Regions from separate parts of the Mus musculus genome. Here all the other regions are linked to region 3. A link is a contact called in public Hi-C and HiChIP or PLAC-seq data. All regions are on one chromosome and are shown on one strand. Each heading gives the region's core, a stretch centred on a gene start, on an enhancer-like site or on the middle of the called end of the contact. The rest is flanking DNA. Distances are from core to core; before and after follow the strand shown.

Evidence for each region. A called contact is a pair of places that touch in the nucleus more often than the background predicts. HiChIP or PLAC-seq counts read pairs in DNA pulled down with a chosen protein or histone mark.
Region 1: an HNF4G HiChIP or PLAC-seq map of pancreatic cancer cells shows a contact between it and region 3. The contact joins two enhancer-like sites. A contact is called at or near these places in 1 of 115 datasets of contacts at active chromatin or transcription factors (pancreatic cancer cells) and 1 of 9 other capture datasets (adipose tissue).
Region 2: a Hi-C map of myocytes shows a contact between it and region 3, with 2.2 times the contacts expected there. The contact joins the promoter of D6Ertd527e here to the enhancer-like site in region 3. A contact is called at or near these places in 5 of 39 promoter capture datasets (3T3-L1-derived adipocytes, the C10 cell line, frontonasal cranial neural crest and 2 more), 1 of 15 datasets of contacts at CTCF or cohesin (large pre-B cells), 23 of 484 Hi-C or Micro-C datasets (B cells, the C2C12 cell line, CD4 T cells and 15 more), 3 of 115 datasets of contacts at active chromatin or transcription factors (embryonic fibroblasts, neural progenitor cells and vascular smooth muscle cells) and 3 of 9 other capture datasets (adipose tissue, liver and pancreatic islet).

What each region holds. Positions count from the first base shown.
Region 1 is chr6:87,067,306-87,070,948 of GRCm38.p6, forward strand. It overlaps Gfpt1 (glutamine fructose-6-phosphate transaminase 1), which reads left to right. Exons shown (of 19, transcript NM_013528.3): 11 at 379-474. Among named protein-coding and RNA genes, the nearest start is that of Gfpt1, 26 kb to the left of the region's middle. Within about 2 kb of position 2,031, at least 93 of the 459 cell types and tissues checked have an H3K27ac peak or open chromatin away from gene starts, as enhancers often do. A contact at or near this core is called in pancreatic cancer cells, where this site is marked.
Region 2 is chr6:87,103,008-87,106,489 of GRCm38.p6, forward strand. D6Ertd527e (DNA segment, Chr 6, ERATO Doi 527, expressed) reads left to right here and starts at 1,739. Exons shown (of 2, transcript NM_001167937.1): 1 at 1,739-1,835. The coding sequence starts at 1,819.
Region 3 is chr6:87,182,053-87,185,517 of GRCm38.p6, forward strand. All of the region lies in intron 16 of Antxr1 (anthrax toxin receptor 1), which reads right to left. Among named protein-coding and RNA genes, the nearest start is that of Gm38851, 39 kb to the right of the region's middle. Within about 2 kb of position 1,374, at least 109 of the 459 cell types and tissues checked have an H3K27ac peak or open chromatin away from gene starts, as enhancers often do. A contact at or near this core is called in the C2C12 cell line, the MC3T3-E1 cell line, cerebral cortex and 7 more, where this site is marked.

The DNA of each region.
Region 1 (3,643 bases), core at 781-3,280, 110 kb before region 3:
GTTCATTCAAGGAAGTAAATACTGATCTTACTTATAAGTAAGGAGTTTTCCCGGTTGACATAGTAAAGGTTAATTTGATCATTTGAACTTAAATTTGACTCAAAAATTTATCCTCTGCCCTTATTCATATAACTATGAATTTTAGCTACTAAGCAAATAAAGTGGCTTTCTTCCTTGTTCGTTTCTCATGTAGAGTGGAAATACTCATCCAGGCTTTTAGGAAGTCAGTCTGAATGAAAATCCCTTGTTGCATGGCCTTTGTTTCATCTCTCAAGATTACCTTGAGATAGTGTGTTTATATTGAAGAGGTAGTTGATTGTGTACAGATTGCTTAGCTTATTTACTGTTGTTTTAATTATATAATTTTTATTTTTGTAGGCAACTTTAGTTCATTTATGCAGAAGGAAATTTTTGAGCAGCCAGAATCTGTTGTGAACACAATGAGAGGAAGAGTCAATTTTGATGACTACACTGGTAATGACATTTTATATTTTGTCATTTAAGTCTCCTGGGGGAGTGCCATTAGCAACCTGACAAATTATTGTCCTTCTTATAGATTTGTGGAACAGCTAAGATTGCCAGGTATCAAAGTGCGATTGCACTGTGTATTGGTTGAGTCAGCTCAGATTTGGGGACAGAAAGTGGGCTGGTGGGGACAGGTGCTGGGGAATGGTGGAGAGTCATGGTCTCCTAGGTAGTTTTCACTGGGTATGTGGGAGAGTTCTAGAGTTGGATAGCAGGGCTGGGGCTCACAGTGTGAATGTGCATAATCCCACTACGAGGTGACAGTCACACACTAGGTTCTTGCTGTGGTTATCAGACCTTGGGCACTTTGCCTGCCTGTCTGTATAATATGTGTACCACATTTGTGCTTGATTCTCTTGGAGATTAGAAGAGGAACTGGAACAGGAGTTTGATATAGTTGGGAGCCATCATGTGTGCTCTGGAAACAGAACCCAAATTCTCTGCAAGAACAGCAAGTGCTCTTAACCATTGAGCCATCTTTCCAGCCCCTAGGTTTCTGTCATAAGTAGCAAAACACGAACTTCTGCAGAGGTCTTTCATGTTTGCACTTTGCTCCATGTTGAAAGCAGAAGTCAGAGAGCAGCTCTGGTCTCTAGAGCACACACCACAGCAGCTTACAGATACCGCATGACTAGACTCTAGTCTCCAACTCATGTCACAGGAGTAGACCATAGCAGAGTTTCTGATGTAGTCTTGCCCTTAATAATTTAATCATATGAATATATAATTAACAATTTAAATAAATGTAAAATATGATCCAAGCACTAGAAAGTGTTTAAAGTTTAGTATTGAATTTAGGAAAGGGATGTTGGGATGAGGGGAAGCCTCGCGATGTAAGAAGGTGTAGGCTTGGAAGATGTAAGTAAGTGGAGGTCAGATGGGAACACTGGGCTGCCTGGAAGAGCATTAGCTGAGGGCATTGGTGTGAAAGCCATGAGGAGGCTTATGCTCTGTTATGCTTATGCTCAGTAGTTTAGGGTATGTCTCAGGTCTAGGATTTGAAGAATTATAAAAGTCAGTTTAGGAAAGTTGGGGAGAGGAACTGTCCTGAGGAGGTGGATGGTGGGCTCAGGGGGCACCTCTGTTATGGAAGCTGATTAGCTTTTAAAGTCTGGGTGCTATCTGGTCTGTAGGTGCCAGGGAAGGGAAAGCCTGGGTTATATATAGCAGTACGATGTCGATCTGTCTGAGCACAGTGAAAAGAGGAAGAATGGGGAGACAGGAGCAATAGGAGTGGGACCGTGAGGACCACATAGATCTGTGAGGGAGGAGACCCAGGGCCAGAGCACAGTGCTCAAAGGATTCGTGGAACTTAAGTCAGGAAAAAGACCTGTTTGCTAAGCGAAGAGAATGAGGCCGACTTTGAGAACTTCATGGTATGCCTTTATTCCTGTGGTTACTGTGTTGTCTTAATCCCTCTGTGCCACATCCTGGGGAACAAAACTAGGACCCTGCATGTGCTATGTGTGTCGTCTCCTTCTGAGTCATACACCAGCGCTGAGACAGCTACTGTGTTTAAAACTCTTACGTGTATTACGTGCATATGAGTTGTCTAATGTAAACAGGATAGGAGTTCTCGGGGACGTCAGAACTGTCAGCTGAATGTTTGCCAAAGGTCACATTGCCAGTCACTCATGGGTGTGTTCCTTCAGTGACGCTCCTGAGGAACCCCACCTCCTAAGCAGTCTTTCTATTTATTTCTTAGTTATGGCTGTGTTGTCAGAGTTAGACTAAAGCATTATCCAGATTATGACATGCTTGGCAGGCTGAGGCAGGAGCAGCAAGAGGCCTGCCTGGGTCTCACACATTGTACATAAGTCATTTCAGACCTTGGGGGACTCCTAGAATTAGCCTAAAAGCCATCAGGGAATTTGCTTGACTAAGTTTAGGAAACATGTCTTAACATGCCTGTTCTTGATCTCCATCTGCAATACTACCTTCTCTGGTAGACTGTCTGCTCTTTTGGGAGGAGGGGTAGGGTGTTATATAGTCCCAAATGGCCTGGAACTCACTTTTGAAGACCAGGCCAGCCTTAGACTCACATATCTCCAGCTGCCTCTTGATTTAAAGGTGCGCCCTCCTCATGTAATTTGTCTGTTTTATATGGAGTATGACTCACCCCAGCCTCCAGGCGTTGTTTTTTTGTTTTTTGTTTTTTTTTCTGTCTTATAGCCATCCATTTGGTTTTGTATGGCTGAGTTTCTGAAGTATATGGCAAGCCAAAGGAAAAGAATCAGTAGAAAATGATGGATAGACAGACAGAACAAAATATCAAAATGTCTAGCAGAAATTGACTGGGAAGGCTTCTGTAACCCAGTCAGTTGGAGTTTAGTCAGGGTAAAATGGTCCCTCAAGTAAGGGGAGGCTTCGGAGTATCAAGAGTGGGCATTGTCAAATTGGGTAGAGCAGAAACAGACCTGGGATGGTGAGGTGGTTCTAACTTTTCAGCTTTTCCTTCCCTCTGCACACACTTGTTTGTTATGGGGAAACAGTAGTAACATCTGTTAGAAATAGTTTTTCCTTGGAGCTGTTCCCATGGCTTTCCTTAGGCTGTTTTTTTCTCGTGCCTATCACAGTGTTTAGAAGGCTATTCTGTCTTCAGATTGGAGAGAACAAACATTCTTGGGCCTGAAATGGTGGGGGGTGGGGGGGTGGGAAAAACCCCATTTCCAGAGGCAGTTTCTCAGTGGATTCAAACAGCACACAGTATTTTACCAATAGAACACACATCATACTTCCTAAAGTGTAGCGCACACCAAGACCTGTGCAAACACTGTACTCTTACACTGTGTTTTGATTAAGAGCAGGCACAGAAGTTAACCTGGAAATGCTCACAGGGGACCTGGAAAACATGAATAGTGTGGTTTATAGTCCAAGTCATTTGGGAAACCAGCAGCAAGTTTTGTTGTTGCTTTGTTTGGTTTCTACTTTGGTGGTGTCTGGGGACTGGGAGGCTAATACATGTGAGCAAGTGTGTCTGTGTGAATGTGGAGGTCAGAGGTCACTGTCGCATGCCTTTCTCAGTACCTTTCACCTTATCTCCTGAACCTGGGGCTTACTGACTGGCTGCACTGGCTGGTCATTGGGCTCCACCTTCCTAATGTTGGGACTTGCCGGT
Region 2 (3,482 bases), core at 489-2,988, 79 kb before region 3:
TGAGGGCTGGGAACTGTGCATCTGCATGGGGAAGGGTCCCTTTCCACCCCCCACCATTATTCAGAGCTTGTGTCTGCACACAACATCCACAATCAGGGTCCACATGGCCTCACAGTGTCCTGCAGGGATCCCAAGCTGCAGCTTTGCTTTATGCAAGATAGTTTTCCCAGGAAAAGGCAAGCCTGATTCTGGGGTGTGGTTTAAGTTATAGACACAGCCTGTCTGGAACCTTCTCATACAGTGTATGTAGTTTCAAAAGTTCTCTGTGCTCAGGCCCCACAGCCAGAGCATGGCTGTACTTGAGCCTCCCTGGTCACAGCTGTCTTCCGTTCCCCACACCTGGGCTTGTAAAGCATTGCCTTCTCCTTAAGCCTCATTCCACCATCTGTACCCACCTCCAATTCACATAGGAGTGGGAGCTCCCAGCCCCCACCCCACCTCATTCCACCATCTGTATCCCACCTCCAATTCACATAGGAGTGGTAGCTCCTAGCCCCCACCCCACCTCATTCCACCATCTGTATCCCACCTCCAATTCACATAGGAGTGGTAGCTCCCAGCCCCCATCCCCCATCCTTCCATGTCACACTGGAGAAGGCTTGTGCCCCAAACCTGTCTCTCTGAAGGGTGTCTGCATAGGAGGGAGGCTTCTGGAAAGTCTCTGGCTCTAATCTTGCTTGTCACCTGTTGCTTGCTCTGCAGGGAGCTGCCATGCTGGGTGCTCCACAGACTTTAAAACCGAGCTAGGAAGGGTGCTGAGTAGCAAGTGCTTGCCCAGCCACCTAGGGCCTTAGACTCAGTCCTGAGTGCAAAACTAACCAGCCAACCAGCCAGTCAACCAACCAGCCAATCAACCAACCAGCCAACCAACCAACCAACCAACCAACCAACCAACCAGCCAGTCAGCCAGCCAGCTAGCCAGTCAACCAGCCAACCAACCAACCAGCTAGCCAGCCAGCCAGCCAGCCAGCCAGCCAGCCAGCCAAATACTGACTTTCAGTTTCCAAACTTGGGATAGTTGTCACACAAATCTATAGATCCCTCACAGGATGGGAACCATATCTACTGATTACCCACTCTGAAAACTTCTGGAAAAAACCTGGGATTTCCCTAAGAAATTACCACCTTTAAAAAGGTGATTTTAAAATATTTTTATGTTTCGTCTGTCTGTCCATCTGTCCGTCCATCCATTCGTCCATCCATCCATCCATCTGCCCATCCTGTTGGTGTGTGTGTGTGTGTGCCCTGTGAGGGCTGTGAGCATGGAGGACGGAGGTTTCAGATAGCCAGAATCTGAGCTGTTGCAAGCAGCTGTGAGTCACATGACTCGGGAAAACAACCTATCTTTAGGGTGTTTAGTTACACAGGACCATCCTGACACTCAAGAGACACGGTCATCAGGATGTAACTGTAGTTATCTCACTTCAAACTCTTCATCTGTTAAGACATTTTGTTCTTTATGACAAGACCTGAGGATTTCACGGTACCTTGCCGGGCTGTTTAATCAGGAATCCGCTTGGAGTTGTCCCCTAAAACCTCTGTGCTGGCTAGGCTCTGTGTCAACTTGACACAGGCAAAAGTCATCTCAGAAGAGGGAACCTCAGTTGAGAAAACTGCTCACCAGATTGGGCAAGGCTGCAGCACATTTTCTTGATTGATGATTGATGTGGGAGGGCTCATCTGACCCCTGGGCAGGTGGTCCTGGATGGCATAAGAAAGCCGCCTGAGCAAGCCAGGAGGAGCAAGCCTGTAACAAGTTCCTCCGTGGGCTCTGCATTGGTTCCTGCCTCTAGGAACCTCCTGCCCTGACTTCTCTGGATGATGGACTACAAGTTGTAAGATGAAATAAACCCTTTCTTCCCCAAGTTGTTTTTGGTGATGGGGTTTTACCACAGCACAAGAATCCTAACTAACACAAACAGCCCTCTCTGTCAGCGGCACCATTTGTCTCTCTTCTTACCCCGTGGTTGGTTGGCTATCCCAGTAGTGCAGTTCCAGTTGACAATCTGCCTTTTTGCAGCAGAGGCAGCAATACTTCTTCCTGGTCCCTCCAACTTCCTGCTTTTCCTCCTCCTCGAGATGAGCCATCCTGGGTCTGCCCAGGCTCTGTTGCCTTGGCCCCACTCATGGGCTGGTCTGCAACAGTTGCCACAGTATTTCTCTTGTGAGCCTCAGCTTGCAGTTCCAGATTCACTTGCCAGGGTGAAGACCATTATGGGTCTGCCATCTTTCTCTGAATTATGTTGCCATTTTGCCCGTGTTTTTGGTGATGTCAGTTGTGACATCACTGGAGCTGTGGACTCGGGGTGTCTCCTTGGGCTTCTTGCGACAGTGGGTGCTGGCACTGTGGTGGTGGTGGTGGTGTGCCAAGACACCAGCTGAAGAGCTGGGGGCACAGAATGGCTGAGTACCATCGTAGGGAGACCTGCTGCTCAAGGCAGTGCATAGCAGTGTTGCCTCCAGACTCCGGCTTGGGAGATAGCTGTTTGGATTCCCTTATGCTTCTCTGACCTTCCCTCACAGAACGGTCCTCTAACTCCGTAGCACGCCCACCCTGGAATGCATCCTCCCACCTTTCCCCTTCAGTGTACCCTCTATGGGACAGGGTTTAGGTTTTGCTCTCTCTGCATAGTCCTTCCTAAGCCCAGACTCTCCTTGTTTTGCACTGTCCCAGGTCAGCTTCTGGCTGATGAGTCTCCTGGTTCCATTGGTTTGTTTTGGGACAGTGTTAAGCACATGCTCCTCTCCTGGGCTCACTTTAAGGAAAACCATCTGTCAGAATAAACCATAACTCTCCTCATCTGTGGGGAGAATCTATTCCTTACAGACCCTACCATGGCCTTACTAGTTTCTTTGCCCATCGACTGACCTCCCTTGCAGCCTCCTCTTTCCTGACTTTCTGACCACACATCTCTGCTCTTTTATTCCATGATGTTTATAGAACATAATTTTAATACTTTCAACTGTTAATATTCAACAAATAGAATAATTATTTTAGGACATATGTCTCCCTTTTCATTTCTGATTTTATTATTTGGATACTGTCTTTGTGCCCTCTGCATAATCTGGCTAAGGGTGTATCTATCCTGTTGATTTTCTCAAAGAACTAGTTCCTGGTTTTGTTGATTCTTTGTATAGTTCTTTTTTTTTTCTATTTGGTTGATTTCAGCCCTGAGTTTGATTATTTACTGCTGTCTACTCCTCTTGGGTGTATTTGCTTCTTTTTGTTCTAAAGCTTTCAGCTGCTAGTGTAAGCTCTCTTCAGTTTCTTTTTGGAGGCACTTAGAGCTATGAGTTTTCCTCCTACCACTGCTTTCATTGTGTCCCATAAGTTTTGGTATGATGTGCCTTCATTTTCATTAAATTCTAAAAAGCCTTTAATTTCCTTATTTCTTCCTTGACCAAGTTATCATTGAGAAGAGTGTTGTTCAGCTTCCATGTGTGCTGTGTGCTTTCCATTGTTTTTGTTGTTATTTAAGGAC
Region 3 (3,465 bases), core at 124-2,623:
ACATTTCTTTCCATTCCACTATTTCCAAAGCCCTGGCTCTTGTCTCCTGTCACTTAGTCTTAGAAGTAAGAGCCATTCCTATGTATGGATACATAATGGCTAAGAAAATAAATCTCAGGCCGTCTTACCAGCAGTGTGCACTCAAGCAAATCCTCTATCCCTTGGTGCCTGGTTTTCTGGTTGTAAGTGGTGTGTGTGTGTGTGTGTGTAGGGTGTGTAAGTGAGGTGGTAGTATGTGCGAGTGTGTGTTGGGGTGTGTGTGTATTGGGGTGTGTGTATGGGTGGTTGTGTTTGTGTGTATATTTGTTGGGGTATGTGTGTGTGTAGGGTGTATAAGTGAGGTGGTAGTATGTGCGAGTGTGTGTTGGGGTGTGTGTATGGGTGGTTGTGTTTGTGTGTATATTTGTTGGGGTGTGTGTGTGTGTAGGGTGTATAAGTATGTACAAGTGTGTGTTGGTGTGTGTGTGTGTGTTGGTGTGTATGGGTGGTTGTGTTTGTGTGTATATTTGTTGGGGTATGTGTGTGCGTGTGTGTGTGTGTGTATTGGGGGAATTCTACTTTTCAAGGTTGTTCTTGGAACCCAACCTGACCTGTGTGAAGTGCTTTGCCCAGGTGAGCTGCTGTCTCTAGCTTTTCTGGACAAGGCAAGACCACCTTACTCCATTTTCTCTGCAGCGTCCTGAATTCTGACTGTCTCTCAGGTGAGCCCTCCATTTGTGGCACAAGCAATGTGGGTAACTGCCTTTGCCTCCTCCTGAGCCTGCATCAGGCAGCTTCCAAGGTGGGAGTTGAAGGAAGCATTAGGGAAGAGAGTGGTCACAACTGGCTAAGGACAAACGTTAGCTCCGGGGCCAGTGGAATGACTCAGCTGGCCATGCAAACTGGTGACTTGAGTTTGAGCCCGAGAACCGACAAAAAGGAGGAGGGAGAGAATCGGCCACAGAGCTGTCCTGACCTCCACACATAAGCTGTAGCATGTGTCCCTCTCCCTATTGTGCTTGCCCTCACACTCAATAATATATTTTAACAGTTAAGTGAAAACCAAAGCCAAAACCCTTTACGGTCAGCTAAGTTCCTAACAAATCTTCTCAGAGCCCAGAAACCTGTCACTTAAAGCTTTCCTCTTGTTCCCTAAGGCCGTGTGTGTGTGTGTGTGTGTGTGTGTGTGTGTGTGTGTGTGTGTGTGCAGGGGCACTGTCCCTGTCACATTAGGGTATCCATCAGGCACAGCCCGCATACAACATGTACTTTAGACTCTGGTCTTCCTTCATTCCCCAGGCAAAATGCCAGCTGCTTCTGTGAAGCTATGACGAAGATTCCACCACAAACCCCAGCGTCCCAGCCAGGGTGTGTTAGCTGGCATTTAAAAATAGCTTCTTCCATATGAAGTTGACACAGCTTGACTATAAAATGGGAGATTTACCAGCGCCAGGCTCCCACACCGTACCTCTCTCTGCTTCAGGCCATAACTTAAGTGCACGGAGAGAGGTGAAGGTTTATGCGGCTTCACCTGTATAATGGTGAGGCCTAGCGGATCGCCACACAAAGCACCCTCGAGCACGGCTGTGTCTCTTTTCCCATTTGGGGGCTCTTTGGGACTATCTATCCTAGCTCGTGGATTCAGCTCTGAGATGGAAACTTGAAGATAGCTCCATTTATAGCACTGTTCTGGACAGAAAGCTGGAAATCCATGGTAGTTTAATCCACAACCCCGTTGCTCACAGTCTGCCATTTGCAGGGAGCAGCCTGTCTATATTTCAAGCCAGGTCCTGGCTTGGCCCTTTAGCTGCCATTTCTCTCACTCCCTGACATGTGCAGAAGCTACTGGGAAAAGGGATGGGTAATTTCTCCGAAGTCTGCAATCAGTCCTAGTTTTAATCCAGCTGGTGGCCATGTATTTGGGCATGACTTAACTTGTCTGCAATGGCCAGTTCTGTTTAATGAGAAGCATGGGGTGCTGTAAATCGGGGAAGCAAAAACCAAGCAGAGGAAAACGAAACTAAATACCAGGGGAAATTCCCCCATCATGAGCCTGGAGCGAGGATGGGGGGGAGTGTGGTTGTTGCGGTCAGTGTCCTAATATAGCATGGGGTACGATGGATGCAGGGACAGGAGGAGGAGCCCACTGTAATCCTTTCCCCTCAGCTCCTGCTGGACTGCTTATCAAGCGCGCCCACCTGCTTCTCAGCTCTCGGGAAAGAAGGAAGGTGGTGGGTACCCATTGCACTATGTATCTGATTCCAGCCACTTTTGCTGGAGAGCTCGACATGGTCCCGGGTTCTGCTGACTGTTTAGGTGTGGGGTTCTCCCTGTTCACAGTGGGACGGGAAGGTGGACACAGCACAGACTGACCATTTTCAGGAGCCGCCTGTCCTCACCGACTGTCTGCACTTCTTTGCATACTGTCTCTGTACCACTAGCTTCCCATGGATCATGGGGAACTAGGACCTGAGAGTGAGGTGAGGGTGAATGGTGGCATTTGTCCTTTCTGTCCCCTTTCAACTTCCCTGGCTCCCTGTGGTGACTGTATTCCTAATCAGGCGGCCTCACCCAGGGGCCTCTCAGCCTAGCTCACCATTTGTTAATCTTATCATTTGTAGTGTCCCTCCTGAGTTAGTGCAGAACTGTGACAGACACCAAGAGAGGGTGCTGTGGGGGACTTAGGTCTACATACACCTTTTAGAAGGGGCCAAAGAACAAAGACTAGAGGCCTCTGTAGGAGGCAAAACTAAGGAGGGTATGTAAAAACATATATAACCAGTTAAGAATGTCAAAGCCACAGTCTCTGCGAACTCATATGTGTGCCAGACACAACAGGGCTGATAGCCATGAACTCACAGAACTTGTGACAGCATACCAGGACCTGCACAAGTCTAAGGCAGATAACATCCCATCATGGAGAAGGGGCAGTGGGCTAAGTCCCTAAACAAGGGGCTATTTGTAACTGATACATGTCGGGAGAGGGGAAGCCAGAAAATGTCTCCAATGGAGTACCTCAGGATCTGTCAGTCACACTCCAAGGCAGGCCAAGGTCCAGGAGTAGTTAGCCAGCACAAAACACACTGCACGATTATTGGTGTGTTTTTGTTTTGTTTGGGTAATTTTTTTGTCTTGTTGTTTGTTCTTATTGAGAGAGAGAGAGAGAGAGAGAGAGAGAGAAGTTGGGTAGAGGAAAGAGAAAGAATTATGACCAAAATATATCTTATAACATTAAAAAGTAAAACAAACGTCAGAGTCATCTTTTGTCCCTGGGTCATGAGGAAACAGCTGGTGAGGTCGATGAAGGATGCTAATCTCTGCCCCTTACCACAGCTCCTCTTATTGCTATTACCTGGTGGCAACTGGGGGGGCCTCTGAGCCTAGCTCACTTTCTGTTAGCCTCACCATTTGCAGTGTGCCTCCTGTGTGGGTGCAGAACTGTGATCAACACCAAGAGAGGGTGCCGTGTGAGACTTAGTATTTTAT